Linked DNA regions of Gossypium hirsutum: all the other regions are linked to region 2. A link is a contact called in public Hi-C data. All regions are on one chromosome and are shown on one strand. Each heading gives the region's core, a stretch centred on a gene start, on an enhancer-like site or on the middle of the called end of the contact. The rest is flanking DNA. Distances are from core to core; before and after follow the strand shown. Region 1 holds the start of LOC121204492 (pentatricopeptide repeat-containing protein At1g02060, chloroplastic). Region 2 holds the start of LOC107935858 (protein transport protein Sec61 subunit beta). Region 3 holds the start of LOC121204489.

Region 1 (2,707 bases), core at 149-2,648, 420 kb before region 2:
TAAACTCCTGATTATAACACTATAAGTAGCTGAATCTGATTGTACCTTCATTTCTGACATCCTTTTGAACACATTTAAAGCTTCATCCATGTTCCCAGCATTGCAGTGCGCATTAATCAGCGTGTTGAATGTGCATGTATCTGGAGTAAATCTTCCATCTTTTCTCATTCCCTCCAAAATTTCTTTTATCTTATCATACTTGTGCACCTCAGAGAGCCCTTTAATTAAAGTATTATAAGTGATCTTATTCGGTTTCAAACCTCTACAAATCATCTCTTGGAAAACAGCCAAAGCTTCATCAATATCTTGCTTCATACAATACCCTCTAACCAGAGTAGTGTAAGTAACGACATTAGGATTCAAATCCAAACTTTTCTTGCTCATACCTTTCACCACATTGTGGGCAATTCCAACCTTTCCCACCCTGCATAATCCATCAACAATTGTATTATAAGTGACAACATCAGGATCACATTTAAACCGCTCCATTTCCTTGAAAAACCTAAACCCCTCATCAACCATTGAATTCATGCCAAACCCTTTAATCAAAATGTTAAAAGTATACACATCTGGTGTAACCCCATATGTGCTAAGCATTTCATCGAACACACTCTTTGCCATATTCGTGCGTCCTCTTTTAAGCAAAATTGACAAAAGATTATTGAATGAAACGACAGAAGGAGACACGCCGATGCTTTTCATTGTTTCGAAAACCTTGATAGACTCTTGAAATAACCCCGCTTTACCATAGCTCCTAATCAAGCTGTTAAAGAACTTGTCCTCGAGCTTAACAGACCCATTAGACCTTTTCTCAATTGAAAGCGTTAAATTACGAGCTGCATAGAGATTTCTTTCTTTACCCAAGATTTCAATCATCAAGAAAAAGGATTGGGCATCGTGAGGGAAACCCATTTGTTGAACCCAGTTAAAGAATTGAAGAGCTTTAGATGGATTTTTAATGAGGCGAAGTGTTTGCAAGACGGTGGTTTTCGACAGAGAGGGAGACAGAGAAGAAATAGAGGATTCAAGCTCACTTGACCATGGCGTGGAGTTGATGACACGAGCCATAAATTTTGCCCCCTTGGTTTTGGTCGATGATTCTGCTTTTTCATCCAAACCCTGATTTCCTTCATTGGTGCCTTCGCCATGTATCTCGATTCGACCGCAGGAGAAGCACCTAATTTATTGTTTGAAATTACAAGAGATAAAGAAGAAGCCAAAGAAAATAAAGTGGAGGCAAAGAAAAGAGAGTCAAGAGATATCTACCGGATAACAAAACGAAGCGGACACTGGTAAAGAAAAAGTTGCTTGCCGACACCATGGTAAGAACGAGGACTAAGCACCATTTCCATAACATAATAAAAATACTACAAACAAATAATTTTATTTCTTCCCTGCTGCGGTTGAAAAAATAGTAATTTTTAATTTAAAATAATAATTTAAATAATATTTAAATAATTTAATTTAAAATACTTTTTAAGCAATTAAATAAATTATTTGTGACATTTAACTTAAATATATAAACTGTATTAGAAAATTAATTGAATAAAAACGATAAAATTAATTAAATAAAAACGATGATTAGCAAAAATAAACATATTAAAGAAAATTAATTCTTTTATTAATTTACATGCTCATTGTTAAATGCTAAGTAAAAAACTTAAAAAAATGATTATTTGAAAAATAAATATTATATGACAACTCATTAAATTTTAATTGGTTGGGATGAAATAAATAAAGATATTTTAATAATTTCTCTTCTTTTTTTAGCTTTTGAGATTGAATCTAAAAGTTTATTATTCCAAACTCACCTTGTCCTTTGAGACCAGAAGTGAATTTGGATCCAAAAGATAGAGTGGACAAGCCCTTATACAAGTTGGATCAAAGTAATTGAACCAAGAGAGGAACAGTAGTCACCATGTCAGAGTGGCGTGTTCATCTTCTGTTTTTAATGGCGGACTTATCAACAATGTTAGCGAGAAAAATTTCAGGCGCTTCGTCGTCTTTAATGGAACTGACTGTGATCGAACACGAATTGATGAGCCTTTGATATTAGTATTGCAAGTGCATTCTTTACTGAAAGAACAACAAATTCATCCCACCAAATAAATGGTCCAAAGGAAATTGTAATATACCCATATCATCCCATCAAATTCATATATTTACAGCATGCAGAATAATTCATTGTACAACACATTCAACCTTCTCTAAAATGTCATGGAAGGAGATAAGTATATGAGAGCTCCTAACTTAAATTTATGGCTGGCAGACAGTTATGAAGGTCATGAACATAACACACAATACTCCTTCAGCAAGTTACCGACGGTAATAATACCTACAAAAGGTAAATGAAATTAGTTGATTAGATATTCTTGCAAAGAGAGAGAGATAGCTGATAGGAGGGGGATGCATACACAAAGATCTTTACACCATAAATGGAAGCATATTTTCTCAGAAGACGTTCCACGGTGTACCACTGAGCACGATCTGATCGATCTTGATATCCAATTCGTGGCATGTGGATTGAAGCTGTTAAACGAAGGAATAAAATACATTAGATGGCTCCAAATGGTTGAAGCAAACGAGACTTGGATTCTTCATAGCTGTAAATGAAAATCAAAATGATGCTTCATTTCATAAGCTGTTGATTTGTTTTCTGACATTTTGGTGGCTGAAAGCAGTCTTACATGCATGAAGGCAAGAGATC
Region 2 (2,825 bases), core at 114-2,613:
GCCCATGACATGGAGAATGGCAACAAATGCAATGAAACCAATGCTCATGACAAGCACCACATTTGGAGAGATCTTCAGCCCTGGGGCATCATCTGTGTAAAACTGAAGCATTGTGCCAGCAGCTCCTCCCGAGGCACCTGCACCACTTGTCGTTCTCCTCCTCCGCATGTTTGCAGCTGCTGCTGCACTTCCTCTTGGTGGTGCTGTTCCAGTTGCCATTCCTATATGACAACCAACTTCTATTTTCAATACTAGATCAAAATTTAGACAATCGGTGTTTTCAGAATCAATATATATATATGAAAATTTATTCATTAAATTTTATTGATGGGAGCATAGTGAAGAATGACTGCCCTGCCATGCTATATGCAATACATATACTATGTTCACACAAAAATGAGTTTTTGATACGAGTATGTGCATGACATGAATTTTTTTCAAAGCTCTTTTTTATACCAATGTTTGATTATGTTACGGATTTTAAATCTAGTAAACTAATTAAAAATGTAACATTTACATTAGTTTCTCAAATCCATAGATTTGAATAGTAATGAATTTAAAATTGTTAAAATTTTTAGGATTTGACAAACCCATCTAATATATATTATATTGAATATCCTAATATTTTTTTAATTTCAATTAATTTGCTCATATATTATGCATTTTATTCTTATTAAATAATAAATGAAATCCAAAATCCAAACTTTCAAACGGAGGACAAGAGAATAACAAAAAAATTTTCAAGGAACAAAACAAGAATGTTGCCAAAAGGCCAGAGGGGATCAATATAGTGTATAGATAGTTTTGAGAAGTGGCAAAGATACCCAAAATTTCACAAAGCTCCACGACTATTAATCAATTAAGCTAAATAATCATAAACCATGTTCAAACTAAATCCAATAGAAGAATCGTAATCTATGATCAATTCAAAACCATCAAAACTTGAATTAAAATCTTTATGGTCTAATCCAATTGAATTATGCCAAATTAAATTGCAGTAAAAGGTAAATCATAGAAATCAATCCATCAAAATTGAATTAAACGTTTATGCATGCTCCAAATCCTATAAGAAGCATACATGAGGAATTTTCAAAAGCTAAAACTTGAATATCTTTAGAAACAACACATAAAAAACGATGTAAAAGAATCAGATCTGAAAACCAGATCTACATGCAAGCAATCTAGTAGATCGATCTTATTGTGTATGGATGCCAGAAAGAGATAAGAACCATCGTTTTTATAAACATGCAACAATGAAAATAAAATGGAAGATGAAAGAGAGGGAGAAGAGAAACTCGCCTGAGTCGACTCGGAATTCGGATATGAGTTCGCAAGCTTTTGGACAAGACTATTTAATATCTTTTCGACTATATACTCCCCCTTTGAACACAATTTGTGGGCCTTATGCTTCGATTTTTAGGGACGGCGCTGCTGGGCATTTCCACGCACCACCGGCCAATAAATTTCGGCCACGTGTACTCCTATTGAAAAACTGGCCAATGTGAAATTGTTTCCAACGCTTACGATTGTGCAGACTAACTAGGCCCAACCTGTATAGGCCTAGTTGACCTAATTTATATACATTTTCCCCTTTTTGCGCCAGTAGTATTAGGTAAAAATACCATAAAAACTTCTATATTAAGAGTTAAAATATATTTTTTTGTTTAAAAAAGGGTAAGTTAATTCTTATAGTTTAGATTAACGAGTAAATTAGTTCTTTCTAATAAAAATTCATCTATTTTTATTATAAAAAAACAAGCATAACTAACAAAAGAACTAAGTAATTACATATGCATGCCATATGTACTTCATTCTGACATACATCAGGGACTAATTTTTAATTATAGAAATAGATAAAATTTTTAACAAAAAAAACTAATTTGTTATTTGATATAACATATAGAGACTATTTTACTCATTTTTTGAGTTGAAGAGATAAAATATAATTTAATTTATAATATAAGAATGTTTGTGATACTTTTACCTTACTATTATTTCCCTTTTTAACTCCAAATTCAATGTAAAAGTATGTAAATATGGTAGATAACAAGTATAAAATTAGCAAAATAAGCACACATTTTAAGATTTGATTCCAAAATTTTAGATCCTATTTCTTAGAGGTTAGATCGGACTGGAGCATCTTTTTTATTTTTATGTTTATTTTTATTTTTATTTTTATTTTATTTTAAAAAAAATTGAAGGAGTAGTAAGAAGGTTTTCCAATTAACTTTTTGTTGAAAAAAAAATTTAGATCAAATTTTAAACCTGTAAGCAAAATTTAAGATAAAATATGTTAAAATTTTGATTGGGACTTTGGGAACCAAAAACAATTACATGTCCCGTTGCCATCCCTACTACTTAAAAATGATTATATTGTAGAACTGCAATATTGCAATATTTGGCCCATTAATTGAAGGTGTTCACTCGCATACCCACGTCAAAAAATTGAATCATAAATCTAATGATCAGGGGTAACCATCGAATAGAATTTTTTTCATTTAGACTGTTTAATATTTTAAATTAATAAATATAAAATTATATTTTAATCTCTTAAAAATAATAAAATTTTAATTTAATTCTTTGAAATTATAAATATATAGACTATTAAAATATAAATTATCGTAAAAATTATAATTTATTTCAACCCCTAAAAGAATTTTCTAATTTTGCCCTACTAATGATGTATGTGTGGCAATAATTTACTTTTGCTAATGATGTATGAATTATTAAAAAATGACCATACAATAAATCACATGTTTTATTTGTTTGATAAAGCTCCATTTGAGATGCTTAGTTTTTTTTTTTTAACAAAATATGAATATAAA
Region 3 (2,765 bases), core at 108-2,607, 380 kb before region 2:
TAGATAAAACACTAGATCATATGCTTATCCAAATCATCCCGCTAGGTTACAGATGATCCAACATTTGTTAATGACTGTCAAATAGATTGGTATATTTTATTTGATGATCCAACATTTTCATGCACGAAAAACCTATATGAATATCTCATCTGTCATGCATCCATAATCTTACAAACTTTAGCCTAATTAGCAGTGGAACAAAGAGATCGAAAACAAAAGCTTAAAAACCTGTGCCAACGATCCAGTTTGAATATAATTACATTATTTTATTAACAAAACTTACCGAAAAAGTGAAAAAAAAAGCCATACTGCCAACAAATTCATCCATAACCCTGAAAAGAAACGCTGGATAACAACAACTTATGAACAAGTTTTGCTACTATCGACAACACACAAAGTTTTCTCGACACAAACTCTTTTCTTTTTCCTTTGGAAATTAAGTGTTTTTAACACATCACATCCTTGAGAAGCTTGTACCTGCGTGTCGTAGGCCTTGGAGAGGGCGTCCCACTGCTCTTTCCTTTCTGATCATCACCACTTTCGTCTCGATCCTGTAGCTTGATTTTGTCACCCGAATACTCGGATCGGTTTATAATTCCACTCTCGTTTCCAGTTGTTGGTTTCTTTGAAGACCTTCCTTGCCTCGAGTTCTTTGCTTCGCTTTGGCACCAATCACACAGTTCAATTGGTTCAGCGAACTCGCTGTAGTAATTACTGCAATACCTGCAGCCAGCATCAAGAGCTTGTTTAACTTTCGACCCATAAAATATAAATAGAATTTGAAAAAAAAAAAGTACATATGGCTATGATGAAAACATTAATATATTTTATATACGCTTTAAGAAGGAAAATATGATAACCCCTATGATTTCCATTCCGTCTAATACGAAACCATTACGTTTGGTGGTGGTTGTTGGGTGGTGCTTGGTGGAGATGGGTGTTATCTAACTGTGATGATGAACGATAAAATGAATTAAGGGTATCTAACTATCTATCAACCCATGATGATGATGATGATGGTGATGATTAGATATATGCATATATACACATGAAGATGGATGGACTATGATGATGGGGAACAGAGGAAAAAAAACAAAGAAATCCATACGAGTGTTGAAAGCGGTGGCGGCATTTGTTGCAGCGGAAGAGTTTGTCAGGAAAACCAACGTCGCCGCACATGCAGCATACAGTTTGAAGATCCACCATTGTTGATGGTGAAAAAAAAAAACTAAGAGAATATAAAGAGGAGGAAGAAGATTTGGTGAAAGAGAGTAAAAGAAAAAAAAAAAACAAAGAACAAGAGATAAATACGAGAGAACCATATGATCTATATATAAAGAAAAGAGTGATGGCCATAGAGTCGGTGTCTATCGAAAAAAAGTAATATATATTCACAGGTAGACCACAAGTTGCTTGCAGTCGTTTTCAGTTAGAGAGAGATGTTAACCTTAAAATTGATGTCTAAAAATGACTGTTATGTCCTGGGCTGGGCTTTAAACCTTTTAATCTATTTTTTTTTAAAATTTCCATCTTTTGTCCTCTTCCGGTTCTGTGCCTCCTTTTACTCCGCGCACCTCTTCTCTCCGGTCTCCCCACCATTATAACAAAATTTTGTGTTTATAGAATTTATAATTAAATTACCCTAATTTTATTTTTATTATTGTCTTTTATCTTCTGTCTTGTTCCACATAAATGAATTGGGTTTATGTTTACGGCATCCTATACAGTTAACTTATATTCTTTATAGTCTACGTATTTTATTTCGAAAATATATAGCTTGAGTTTTAAGATATATAATGTAATCGATAAAATAACCTACACAACAGGCACTATTATTAATTCACCTCTAAAATTATATTTATATAACTTGTTTTATAATAATTTATTATCATTTAACTCGTTGACTCCATATAATATCAAATATAAATAAATTTAAGATTTATACATTGTCAATGTATAATCATATGAAGTATCAATGAGTTATTAATAACAATTTTTTAAAATTAAGTTAAATGGTCGATTGAATCTTAACTTGATTGGCGTAGATTTTGTTGTCAATGTAAGAAGACGCAAGTTTGAGTGCGTTGAAACGTATTATCCTCCTATTTATGAGTTGGAGAGATTATGGATAGTTATAAGAATTGTGTTAAAAAGAACAGATACGATTTAAATCTATGATGAGGTTTATCGCTAGAGTAAGAGAATGTGAGTTTAAACATCTTAAAACGTGTTTATCCTTTTATCTAAAGATGAAAAAGAATTATAGGTAATTTTAAACAATTGTATAAAAAAACTATCCTGATAAGTTTTTCCTCAATTCTAATTTAGGTTAATACATATAAAAGATGTTAATGGCAGGGTTGTGCTAAACCTATCCCGTAAAGGCTTAAACTTTTTTGCTCAAACAAAAGGGGTTTTGAAAATTAGAAGGAAGGGAAAATCAATATGAACAGTGTTCTTGGACGGTAGATTCATTTTTTACTTAATTATTTGCATTTTTTATTAAAAAGAAAATAAAGGGTAAAAACTCCAAGTTTTGACTAAGTGGACTATGTCATGCGTGGGCACGTTAAGAGACTGGGTTGGCATTTTCGCATATGTTGGAAATAGTGAAAGGGAATGGGAAAATTGGTGATAAAGTACAAAAACTATTGAGTTTCATTTTTAGGCAGAAATTCAATGCAAACTTTCACCTCCAGAATTTGTTTGATTTTTCTGACTCCTCTTTCCGTAGCCTCCCCAAATAATAGGCTATCGTTTGTAAA

What was found. Hi-C and Micro-C count contacts between places; a contact is called where the count stands out from the background.
Region 1: a contact with region 2 is called in a Hi-C map of leaf, with 2.0 times the contacts expected there. The contact joins the promoter of LOC121204492 here to the promoter of LOC107935858 in region 2. A contact is called at or near these places in 5 of 34 Hi-C or Micro-C datasets (all in leaf).
Region 3: a contact with region 2 is called in a Hi-C map of leaf, with 1.8 times the contacts expected there. The contact joins the promoter of LOC121204489 here to the promoter of LOC107935858 in region 2. A contact is called at or near these places in 11 of 34 Hi-C or Micro-C datasets (anther, callus, hypocotyl and 2 more).

The regions. Positions count from the first base shown.
Region 1 is chrA08:106,144,763-106,147,469 of Gossypium_hirsutum_v2.1, reverse strand. It overlaps LOC121204492 (pentatricopeptide repeat-containing protein At1g02060, chloroplastic), which reads right to left and starts at 1,398. Exons shown (of 3, transcript XM_041074342.1): 1 at 1,267-1,398; 2 at 1-1,177. The coding sequence starts at 1,352. It also overlaps the pseudogene LOC121204491.
Region 2 is chrA08:105,727,428-105,730,252 of Gossypium_hirsutum_v2.1, reverse strand. LOC107935858 (protein transport protein Sec61 subunit beta) reads right to left here and starts at 1,363. Exons shown (of 2, transcript XM_016868486.2): 1 at 1,300-1,363; 2 at 1-221. The coding sequence starts at 219.
Region 3 is chrA08:106,105,399-106,108,163 of Gossypium_hirsutum_v2.1, reverse strand. It overlaps LOC121204489, which reads right to left and starts at 1,357. Exons shown (of 2, transcript XM_041074339.1): 1 at 1,109-1,357; 2 at 205-723. The coding sequence starts at 1,356. The coding sequence ends at 447.